Linked DNA regions of Rattus norvegicus: regions 1 and 2 are each linked to region 3. Evidence: chromatin contacts called from public Hi-C data. All regions are on one chromosome and are shown on one strand. Each heading gives the region's core, a stretch centred on a gene start, on an enhancer-like site or on the middle of the called end of the contact. The rest is flanking DNA. Distances are from core to core; before and after follow the strand shown.

Region 1 (3,773 bases), core at 50-2,549, 160 kb before region 3:
GGGTTTTAAATAAAACAATTAAATGAGCTAAAGGAATGTTTCTCTGGTGTCTGATCCCACCCAGCACTGAGGACAGTAATTTCCTTAGCTGGCAATGACTTGGTAGAGGAAAGGAATTGTCTGCTTTTGCTGCTATATGGAAATTAGATCCAAGTCCTCTGCAAGGGGACAAAAACAAATGCCTCAGTGGTCCCCAGAACACACTTTCCCCATTACACAGAGACAGCAAGGATGGCTGACTGGACCTCCAGCTATTCATCAGCCAATCCAGTTTCCACTGCAGGGCTTACTCTAACCTGCTGAGAGATGGCGCGGGCTTTCCCCTCTGCTCCATCTAAAGCCGTCACTAAGCCATACTCTTTGTTCTGTTTTATTATAAGTGATTACACATAAGGCATTGCACAAGAATGCCTGGGTAATGGTTACATCGCAACCCAGCAGTAGCTGGGATGCAGATATTCAGTGCCTTAATAGCCAAACAGGAAAGTTTAAGAAGTGGGCTTCAGGAGGCTAAAGTGGGCCACAGTGACTCATTCCCAGGACCATCCTGACCTGAGCCTTCGCTGAGACGTGCTCTTGAGAAGAACCCGGGCACAGGGAATGACAAGATGTTTACCTTTACAGGGTTCTGCGAGCATCCACAGCGAACAGGAAACTAAGATACCAGTCTTCTTTTGAAAACTACTGGTGTCAGAATGCACAAGCTTGCACTGTACCTCACAGCCACTACTCTCACTCACTGGCCACTCCTCAGGCTGCAGGCACCGCTCCAAGCATTAGCCACATATTATTCCTTTTATCCCCCGTGACAATCTTATAATGTCCCAATTCTCATTTCATGGATGAAAAGAGCAAGTTGCAGAAAAGGTTACATAACTCGCCACCTCTCACAGTTGGTGGGCTGGAAAAGGAGCTCCCCGCTCACTCGCTCGCTCTCTGACTGCAGTCTGAGTGACGCATCGTCTCTACTTGACATTTCGGGGCTCTGTCCCAAGTAAGTACTCTGTAGGGTCCTAACAAAATGGTTCACATATTTTCCTGATGTTTCACACGGCTAATTACACAACCAATTAGTTTCCCAACTGAAAGATACCATCTACTATTTCTGCCTCTACTTCAGTCTGCTTAAGCTCACGGTAGAGATGGAAATGAAATCGGCCCCAGCCTACATGTTTATCGTCTTTTGGAGTTCTCACAGGACAGATTTCCTGCTTAAAAACCTTTTAGCCACAGACTGCTGCTTCTTGTTTTGACAGTCCAATCTTATTAGATCATGTTCTAGCACAATGTGGGCCTTGCTCAATACTCTGAAATTTCAGACCTACCAAAGCTATGAGCAACTTTTTGATTGAGAAGTCCACGACCTCATGTGAAACTGGAGTCATGGGAATTGGAAGTAGTGTACAAAACCCTTCGATGGTAAAGTGAAATATGACAACAGTGGAATGATGTGACCCACAGCTCCAGGAGACATGCTTCCTCATGGTCATGACTACATGTCAGTATCTCCAAGGACTCCACGTGCTGGCCTGCTCTCAGCAGTGTTTGAATCACCTTATGTGGTTGGCAGGTGGCCATAGAATAATGAAGTGGTAAGAAAGGGGCAGATTTTGCCAACTGAGGCAGCCCAAATGGAACCAAGAGAGGGGCTGGCTGTACAACAGGTGAGAAAAAGGTGTGTAAGGGGTGGGGGCGCATGGCTTACTGATCCAGTGATATGTAAAGACTTGTTCACATTACCTTTGTACTGAAGACTCATGACTCAGTTTTCAAGCCCGTGGAAGTGAAACAGGTATCTCGTTTCCCCTCTGCAGCTCCACGCTCTCTTCCCCACATACGGTTTATATAGCTTCAAACCTATTAGCAGCCAAAGGGGGATGATTAAGGGCTAAGGGTCAAACATTGGTTAGCTGCTAGGAGCCATGGGGCAGAAACTGCTATCCTGAAAAGGGCAAAGGGAAAACAGCTGAGACACAGAAACACCAGCAGGTAGGGATTGTCTTCAAGTGTGTGACTTTAGAAGAGGACCAACTACAGAATGCTTCCCTTAGGATGTTATATCTTAACACACACTGTAGGCCCAAGGCCCAGCATTTGGCACCCTGTTAAAATTAGGTCAGGAGTGTGATGAGGAGAATGTGTGCTTTTCACTTGGGATTGTACTGTAGAAAAATGGCACAGGGCTCTGTAGGAACACTGCTAAACCTGCATACAGGAAGTAGGCCAGGCTGAAGCTACTTCAAGGTGGAAGGGCCAACGAGGGACCTCCATCTCATTTAGGCAGACAGCTTCTATGTGGCCAGCCTGTGTTGTCAGAGATGGCACGGAAAGAAGTTGGAAATGCTGATTCTGATGTGAATCCTTCTAACTAGTGTATGTTGCAACCAATAGATACATGTGTATACAACTCCCCTGGCCAACCCAAACACATCTGTGGCTGGGACCAGCACATCGAGAGCTGGTGTCTGACCTTGGTGACCACAGTGATGACTCTTAACCCTTACAGCACGGAGAGGAGACAAGCGCTGGCTTGTTTTCTGTGAAGTCACTTACACCGCTGCTTGGTCAAAAGACTCTTTGTAAATCCAACCTGTGGGACCTTCAGAGAGGTCCAAGAAGGTGATGGGCCTCTTTCACTAACAATGCCAAGCCTGTAGCTGTTGAGAGAGGTAGGTATTCTGAAGTCTTTGGGGGGAATTTAGAAAGGTGTCAGTCAGGAAGAGGAGGTGTTTGGTGGCTTCATACTGAGTTTTGGCCACCTGCTCTGAGCTCTCCAACTACTTATTTACAATTGCAGGGTTTGTTTCTGGTTGCCATGAGTGCCAAAGGAGCCCAGCAGACATGTCATATGGGCTGTCCACTCGCAGCTCAAAAGGTCTCCCGGAAAATTTCATTCAGCTACAGAGAGAAGACTGCATTCCCCTACAATCTGACACTTAATGAAACAGAGACCAGGCCAGGGCTGGGGGCTTGCTTGCTCATTGTGCCTATGATAAACCAGATACTTTGCTACAGTCATGCTTTGAAAGCCCTAGCTCTTGGCTGTCATACTGCTGTTTTTTAAGTCTTTTTCACTTATGTGTATGTGTCTATACGAATGTATTCAGGTGCCTGGAGAGGCCGGAAAAGGGTGTCAGATGCCCCGGAGCTGGAGTTACAGACCATCTGATGACTGTGCTAGAAACTGAACTCAGGTTTCTGCAAGAGCAGCAAGGAGTGCTCTTAACTGCTGAGCTATCTCTTCAGCCCCAAGACTGACAGGCTTTGAAATCAACCATATTCTGTGGGACTAGAAGGAAGAAAGCGTTTCTAACACGCACGCATATGCTTGTGTGTGTGTGTGTGTGTGTGTGTGTGTGTGTGTGTGTGTGTGTGTGAGAGAGAGAGAGAGAGAGAGAGAGAGAGAGAGAGAGAGAGAGAGAGAATGAATATATTAAGGTATTGCTCTATAGCTCAAGCTGGCACAGAATTCACCATCCTGGTTCTGCCACTTGAGTGCTGTGATTACAGGTATGTGTCACCAAACAGGCGTGGAGGCCTTCATTTTAAAAAGGAGAGAGCTTCTTTTCTCTGGCATGGAAGTGATGGACTAGGTGCTCACAAAGTGGAGTCAGATGCTGTTACTCTTCTTTTCATGTTAGGTGAGAGCTGACCTGGAGGGATCTGGACTGGGCTGGGAATGGCCCTTACCAATAGAGGCTGCTTTGTTAAGAGTCCTGTCTTGTGTATGCCAAAGACGGCATTCATTCTTACCAGGCCACAGGCACTGTGGA
Region 2 (3,738 bases), core at 1,182-3,681, 210 kb before region 3:
CATGCCTTAAACATTAACTTCTCTCACAGTGGGGCACTGGAATGAGGACACTTTACTAAAACAAAAACAAAACAAAATAAACAAAAAACCGAAACAAACCAAAAAGCAAAAACAACAACAACAACGACAATGACAAACCAAAAACCCAAGAAAAAAGCCAAACCCCTCTCAAACCCAGAGTCATGCACACATACCCATTTTTTCACCAAGGGCAGCTTGGTTTGGGGCTGGGGAAGCAAGCAGTGTAGGAGCAGCCCCTACACTTGGGCTTGCTTTCTGACAGGAGGTAGACAGGCAGTCACCAAGTAGCCAAATAGCACGCCACAACAGCAGGGAAGCAATGCAGGACAGAAGGAGCATGGGGGAGGGGGGCAGGCTTGCATGTGCTCTAGGCTGCCCAGAAGGCTTGAATGGGTGCTCTGCAGTGAGAGCAAAGGAGGTGAGACCAGGGCAATGCTCCTCTGGATTGTTATTTTGCTTTGAGTCATGGTCTTATGTACCCAGGTTGTCTTTGAACTTCCTATTGATGCCATTACTCTAATGCTAGGATTACAGGCATGCACCATCAACACCTGACTTTATGCTGTGCTGGACGCGTGCGTGTGTGCGTGTGTATGTGTGTGCGCTCAAACCACCCAGGGCTTCATGCGTGATAGGCTCAAGCTCTACCAACTCAGTTACTTCCTTAGCCCTGGGTATCATTTTAAATAGGAACACCGCCTGGAGGACTTTTAGATAGGGATGGGATTAGTGTCTTTTAAAAAACTCACTCTAGCTACTTACAGAGGACAAAAGGCTAAAGGGCAAAGGGTGAAGGGTGAAGCAGAGGAAATAGTTGGGGGTCCCACAGAAGTCCAGGAAGGGTGAGGCAGTCAGGCTCCAACACACACTGGGGCATGGGGCCTGAGACTAGGGACGGAAGGCAAGTAAGCAGAGCCAAGCTGGAGACAACTGCAGGCCCTGTGCTGTGCTGGGAAGAGAACACAGGATAGGAGTCTTGCCTGGACTCCAGCCCTCTGAATGCCACTAAACCTCTCAATGGAGACACTGAGTGGGACTGGGCACTGGCCAGAAGCCTGAGGTGAGTGAATTAGTAATGTGAGTCACCAGAAAAGGGTGGAACTCAGGCCTCGCACAGTTAGCCGGCTCATTGGAGGGCGTGTTTGGACTGAATCACCTGATTTCTTTTTACTGTGAACAAGGTTTGGGCAGGGCTAAGTGCCCCGTGTTTGGAGTCAAGCTCATGCAGGTCATGAATTCTCTCAACCACCTGATTGGTGGCTGAGATAAACTTTCTGAGCCTGGGTTTCCCTGCTATAAAATAGGGGCAGGGTCCCCATTCCACAAGGCACCAGGTCCCACAGTGCTCCATTGTGTTCCTCTATTTTACCATCTCCTAGGCTGGCCACTATTCTCCCGGAAGGTTTTAAGTTATCTGGTCTATCTGCACTTAAACAGACCCTGTGCACACACACACACCATTCATGCATTCAGAGTGCTTCTGTGTGATCAGCTCTGGGCTAGGTTCTAATCACATAACCTTAAGGACAAACATGGCTCTGACCCACACAAAGCTCGGCCCCATGACCTGAGACAGCTCTTCAAAAGGGACAGAAGACACAGGGGAAAAGGTAAGAGGCCGAGCGAGCGAGGGAAGGGAACCTGACCTGGGAGCCTCAGTGAACCAAGTCCTAGGAAAGGCAGGATAAGGTAGGAAAGAGAAGGCATTTCCTGGCTTTGATCTTGGGGTCAGGGAGTGTTTGCAGCACAGGGGCTTTCCCTGGGCAGTGTGCAGCCCATGTGCAATGAACAGTAAGCTTGAGAACGGGAATTAATTTTGAAATGCTAAATGTATCTTGTATATTCAGGCACATGAGCGCTCGATATCTCTCTCTCTCTCTCTTTCTCTCTCTCTCTTTCTCTCTCTCTCTGTCTCTCTCTCTCCCTCTCTCCCTCCCTCCTTTCCTCTCTCCCTCCCTTCCTTCCTTTTCTTTCTTTTTTCCTGGAGTCTTGCTGTGTACCCTCCTCCCTACCCCACCAACTCCCTCCTGCTCGCCCCGCCCCGCCCCGCCCCGTGTAAGTTGAAATCTCTAAGGATGAGACAAGGAAGACACACACACACATTTAGGACTTAGAAATGGAGACTGCCATCCCTGAGGCTTCCCTGACATGGAAATGCAGAACAGGAGGTTTCTGGAGTGAACATCCCTGGAGGCAAGCCCTGAGCCCTGTTTCTGACTACCAGGCCTTGGGTGCAGTGGGCTCTGAGAAGCACATCTACGTCCATCTGCCAGACAGTGAATAAGCGGTGGAGAGGGAAGTGGGGAGTGAGGGGGGAGGACTTCCTGATGACATCAGTGGCTTTAGTCAGTAAATGAGGGCATTCTGAGAATGGCTGACGGAATTAACCACACCACTGGGCTGAGAGGAGGCGCCCACATTCATGTTGATGGGATGGAGCCTGGTGAGGTCTGTGTCATGCAGAGGCAGGCTCTGGGGACAGGGATATAAATCAAGTATCTGAGGGGAGCTGGGTGACCTGACAACAAAGATACAACAAAGATACAAAATGGAAGAGCCAAGTGGTATATGCCTATAATCCCAGCAGCTGGGAGGCTGAGGCAAGACTGAACTATACAGAAAGTTCTAGGCTAGTCTGGGCTATATAGTGAGACCATCTCCAAAAGAGGGGCGAAGACCTAGTAGTAGTCAGCTCCCCTAATGCTAACACTGTCCAAGTGACGTACAAGGCTTCTCCTGCAAACAGGTGAAGGCAGTTCTTATCTTCTGCAGGCATCCGACACAGCAAGAAATCACGGCCACTGAAGGCCATGAGCTCCAGGCCTCACCACACAGCAGTTGTCATTCTAACCACAGTTAACCAGTCCTGTCTCTTCAAACAAGGTGGCTCAACAAGGGACAGGATGAGCACAAGGCTGAACAGTATGACTGAATCGCTGGGGAGACTTCCTGGAGGAGAGGCTGGACAGGAAGCAGGGCACAGTCTTGTTTCCCACCCCACCCCACAGAAACGAACAAGTTTTTAAACTAAAAAGGATAAGAAAAGGCCATGATGCCATGGGCTTGAATCAGGGCATTCCTGCTCTGAGAAACAACACTACCCAAGCATTAGGCCATAATCCCCAGGACATCCTGGTGAGCAAGTCAGGTGTGGCAACACCTTCAACACCATCAAATCATCCCCAGGAAGGGCTCAGATGCACAGGCCTGGAAGGAGAGGCTGGTCCTGAGCCTGGGTCAGCCACAGGGCAGAGCATTCCTTAGCAGCATGGGGTAAACTTAAGAGTCTATGCTAAGGAAAGGTGCAGAGGGTCCAGGGGCTTCAGGGAGTCGAGGCCTCAGCCTGAGCCTGAGCCTGAGCCTGAGCCTGAGCTTCAGCTCGTGACCACACAATGTTGAGCATCTAGAGGCGCAGATTTGGGCTCCTAGAATACCAAGGTTTGGCCCATAAGCAGCTAGACAGACGCCTCTGGCATTAGAGTTGGGTAGATTCCTGACATACCTACACTCAGACAGTAATTCTGTCCATACCCTCCAAGTCCAGGGTGATGTGTCACAAAGCAGTGAGGTAAGCATAATGACTGATTGTCGTAAGGGCCCCACAGCTGTGTGTTCATACTGCACAGTAGTGTACTTCCTGTCAGGTATGTGTGTACGCAGCCGTGTACATGTGTAGGTGCTGTGGAAGTCAGAGGACAGCCTTAGTTGCCCTACTCA
Region 3 (3,517 bases), core at 244-2,743:
TCTAATCCTGTTTTGGTCACACAAACCAGTAATCTACTAATTAGAAATACCTTGCTTACTACCATCTAGTGTTCCTAATCCTTGCATGTATTCTTATTTGCCATAGCTGCTAACTAATTAACCTTTTCAAAGCATGGCCAAAAAAACTACTACCAACAAGTTCAAATAAACAATTTAAACTGGTTGTATAAGACACCCTACAGTATTGTAGTGAACAGTATGATGTTGTACTTTGCCTAAGCACTGTATCAGAACCTAGAGTCTCCAGGGCAGATGCTCTAGTCAAGAGCTGATGAGCCATATCCAGCCCTAAAACCTGTTGCCCTTCCACAGCCCTCACAAAGAGCCAAGTCTGCCTCTTCCCTGGTGCTACTCAAAATCTAAAACAATGTGACTGTGGTCCATGCCACCTAGCTCAAGTCACATATTAACTAGGCCTTCTTCCACACAGTATAGGACTTAACCCATCTTTCTGAAACCTTTAAGAATAGGCACCTTCCTTCGTCTTGCAGGACTAAAGCCTATGGCATCAGGCTGGGAGCACAGAGCAGGCTGTGGTGTTAATAAACACCCTATCCTAAAGACAACTGAACTCAATACTGCTCTTTCATGAACACACTGTTCTCTTCTCACTCCCAAAAACCTAACACACAGTCCAGAAGAAAAGTGAAATCTTTGTCTTCAGGTTAAAGTGGCCATTGCTGCCATCACCAGTTTACAATTACTTAGAACTTAACACTCTCAACCTCCCTCTCTCAGGTATACACACTTACAGAGAGCCCAAAAAGAACTTCTCAGTGTAACTCCCCCCGCTGGCACCCCCTTCTCCTCAATCATTCAACTTATTCTGGCCCAGACACTGAAGAACTGCAGTGAACACACCCCGCACCATGTGCTTATGTGTTCCTGTAATCCAGCCTTCTGGAGGATGAGATGGGAGGACAGTAACTTTGAAGCGAGCCTGGGCTACCTGGTAAGACTCTGTCAGTAAAAATCACAAAGCAGGGAGTGTGTGTGTGATAAAAGGTGACTTCCAACTCTTCTAGTAAGTTTAAGATGCACAATGAGCCCACATAAGAAAGACTGTCACTTCACCATGAGAACTCCACTGAAGAGCAACAATAGATTCAAAGGTAAAAGAAGCTGCCTTTCAACTTTGGTCTCTGATTCCACAGGCCTAAAAAAAAAAAAAAAAAACTCATGCAGGAATATGCCTCTTGCAACTGTGGTCACATGTAAAAATGAAGCAAGAAAACATCTGTCTGGAGCTGGCCTCAAATGCCTCTAGTTCTTCTCCAAACCAGGTTCATAACTCCCACCCACAGAGAGAAAGCCAGGGCCTGAGGCGGCACCCAGGGACAAGCAAATTAGCATTCCCAAGGTCAATTGCTGACAGGCTTAATTGTTTACAGCAACTAGAATCAGCTGGCTGCTGCAGTTAGGAGGCTTAACCTTCCAGCTTGCCCAACAGCATATGAAACTGATTTACCACATCAGCTACAAAATATGAAGAACTGTAGATGTGGATTCAAACGAACACACAACGTTTTATACAGAAGCAAACGTAACAGGATCCTCAGAAACAATGCACTTTTTATTTTAAGCTGGCTAAACAATTAGGGGAAAACCCTAAAATACTAGCCACAGCTTCAGCAGAGGAGAGACAAGTACAGGAGAAAATGAGAAAGTGTCTCATTCTTCCACTAGCTTGACTGAAAGTTCACCAGAACTGCTAAAGAGTTGCAGATCTAGCTGATTTGGCCATCTTTTATTTCTTACCTTTCACTGTCACAGAGAAGTGAAATAGCCTATGTGCCTTTTGTCATCTCATAAAGTGTTGTATGTGGCTAATAAGAATAAGCAGTGTAGCCAGCTAGTCTGGAGTCCAGTGTACTTGTAGGATTTTGATTTCACTGCCCACGCTGTGCCAAAAGAACTCTTTAGGAGCTTCCATATTTATGACATGTGAAAGTAATATTTTAGTTTTATGTACTTTACAATTTTATTTATTTGTGAATATAGATGTTCTGACTGCATGTATGTCTGTGGACATACTATGAACATGTCTAGTGTCTGGTATAGAAGCAGGTATGGTATCACCTGGGTTCTGGGAATTGAACCTAGGTCTTCTGAAAAAGCAACCAATCCTCTTAACCACAGAGCTATCAGCTATCTCTCTGGCCTTGGAAAATAGTTTCAGATACACTAACTAGGTTAAATAAAACATTACAAATCTCTCCCTCCTCCATACTTTATGAAAGAGAGACAGTAGAAAATTTCAAATTACACATGTGGCAAACAGTACAGTTTTATCAGACTGCACTTCTGCATATAAGTAATGGTACAGAAATATACAGCATGAATACGTAACTTCATCTGTGACTACAGAAACAGGGAAAGAACAGTTTGCATAATGATCTCTAGAAGAATCAAACTGCTTTCAACTGTTATGTGTCATCCTCATAAAAGCTCCTTTCCTCTGACCACAAGACATTAAAATTTTATGTCATTAAAAGAGGACTATAGTGTTTCACCAAAGGCTCCTAATGTTTTTCTACTTCTGCCTCCGTTGTCATCTCTGCATAGCATTCAGCAAGCATCAGTCCTTGCCAATGGCCAGAGACACGATGTGATGCTGGCCTGGCTTTTTAATCTGACTGAGAGACTCTTAGCTAGCTTTTTCTGTTTTAGTCCTTTTCATCCCCAGTTTGATCACTGAAATCTAATAGAAGGCTCAGCTCCAATGGCCAAGAAAAATTAGAAATAAAACAAAAGAATCGGGGTTGGGGATTTAGCTCAGTGGTAGAGTGCTTGCCTAGGAATCGCAAGGCCCTGGGTTCGGTCCCCAACTCCGAAAAAAAGAACCAAAAAAAAAAAAAAAAAAAAAAGAATCGATAGCAAAGGCACTGTCAAAGGCCTAGAAAAATCTAAACAGTATTTAGGCACTATACATAATCTGTTTTTTAAAAAAAAACAGAAACTTACACCAAAATGAGAAATGCTAATGTGAACAGGAGGGTTTAGCACACAGAACAGGGCAAGCCAAGTAACTTTACACATAACCACCATGCAAAAACGATGCTGGCTCTTACAGTTAGGCCAGTACAGTGGGTAGAAGAACATCTGGAGGTGTTGAGACATCTGGAAATGTATGGAGTGAAAGAGACTCCAAGGTAAGAAAGAGGCGGGGAGGCAAAGAGCAATCTAAAACAGTTTTCCAAGAGCCCTTTAGAAGGGAACTGCTCAACGTTGTATCTAGAGATGCCAACAGGCAGTGTTTTTCACACCTTTAACCTTCTACACTGTTCCAAATGGAACTGGAGAAAGGACAAAATTATGAATATGTATGTGAACAAATATTTTAAAGTGATTATAGAAGTTAACAAATCAAAACGCACTAGTTGAGAAAAAAATGCCACTTGTTTTATGATTCACATGAGATGTACATTTGTTTTCATATATTTTAAAAGAATCACATTTTTAAAGATTTCTTTTTTGGTGTTTTATATGTGTGGCA

What was found. A called contact is a pair of places that touch in the nucleus more often than the background predicts.
Region 1: a Hi-C map of Schwann cells shows a contact between it and region 3, with 5 times the contacts expected there. The contact joins two enhancer-like sites. A contact is called at or near these places in 3 of 12 Hi-C or Micro-C datasets (Schwann cells, mammary epithelial cells and prefrontal cortex).
Region 2: a contact with region 3 is called in a Hi-C map of mammary epithelial cells, with 5 times the contacts expected there. The contact joins two enhancer-like sites. A contact is called at or near these places in 3 of 12 Hi-C or Micro-C datasets (kidney, liver and mammary epithelial cells).

The regions. Positions count from the first base shown.
Region 1 is chr7:92,998,362-93,002,134 of GRCr8, reverse strand. The region is part of intron 4 of Nsmce2 (NSE2/MMS21 homolog, SMC5-SMC6 complex SUMO ligase); the gene reads right to left. It also overlaps the pseudogene LOC134479617. Among named protein-coding and RNA genes, the nearest start is that of Trib1, 96 kb to the left of the region's middle. Within about 2 kb of position 1,299, at least 13 of the 93 cell types and tissues checked have an H3K27ac peak or open chromatin away from gene starts, as enhancers often do. A contact at or near this core is called in Schwann cells, where this site is marked.
Region 2 is chr7:93,043,979-93,047,716 of GRCr8, reverse strand. All of the region lies in intron 6 of Nsmce2 (NSE2/MMS21 homolog, SMC5-SMC6 complex SUMO ligase), which reads right to left. Among named protein-coding and RNA genes, the nearest start is that of Trib1, 50 kb to the left of the region's middle. Within about 2 kb of position 2,431, at least 26 of the 93 cell types and tissues checked have an H3K27ac peak or open chromatin away from gene starts, as enhancers often do. A contact at or near this core is called in kidney, where this site is marked.
Region 3 is chr7:92,838,052-92,841,568 of GRCr8, reverse strand. The region is part of intron 2 of Nsmce2 (NSE2/MMS21 homolog, SMC5-SMC6 complex SUMO ligase); the gene reads right to left. Among named protein-coding and RNA genes, the nearest start is that of Nsmce2, 14 kb to the right of the region's middle. Within about 2 kb of position 1,493, at least 7 of the 93 cell types and tissues checked have an H3K27ac peak or open chromatin away from gene starts, as enhancers often do. A contact at or near this core is called in Schwann cells and kidney, where this site is marked.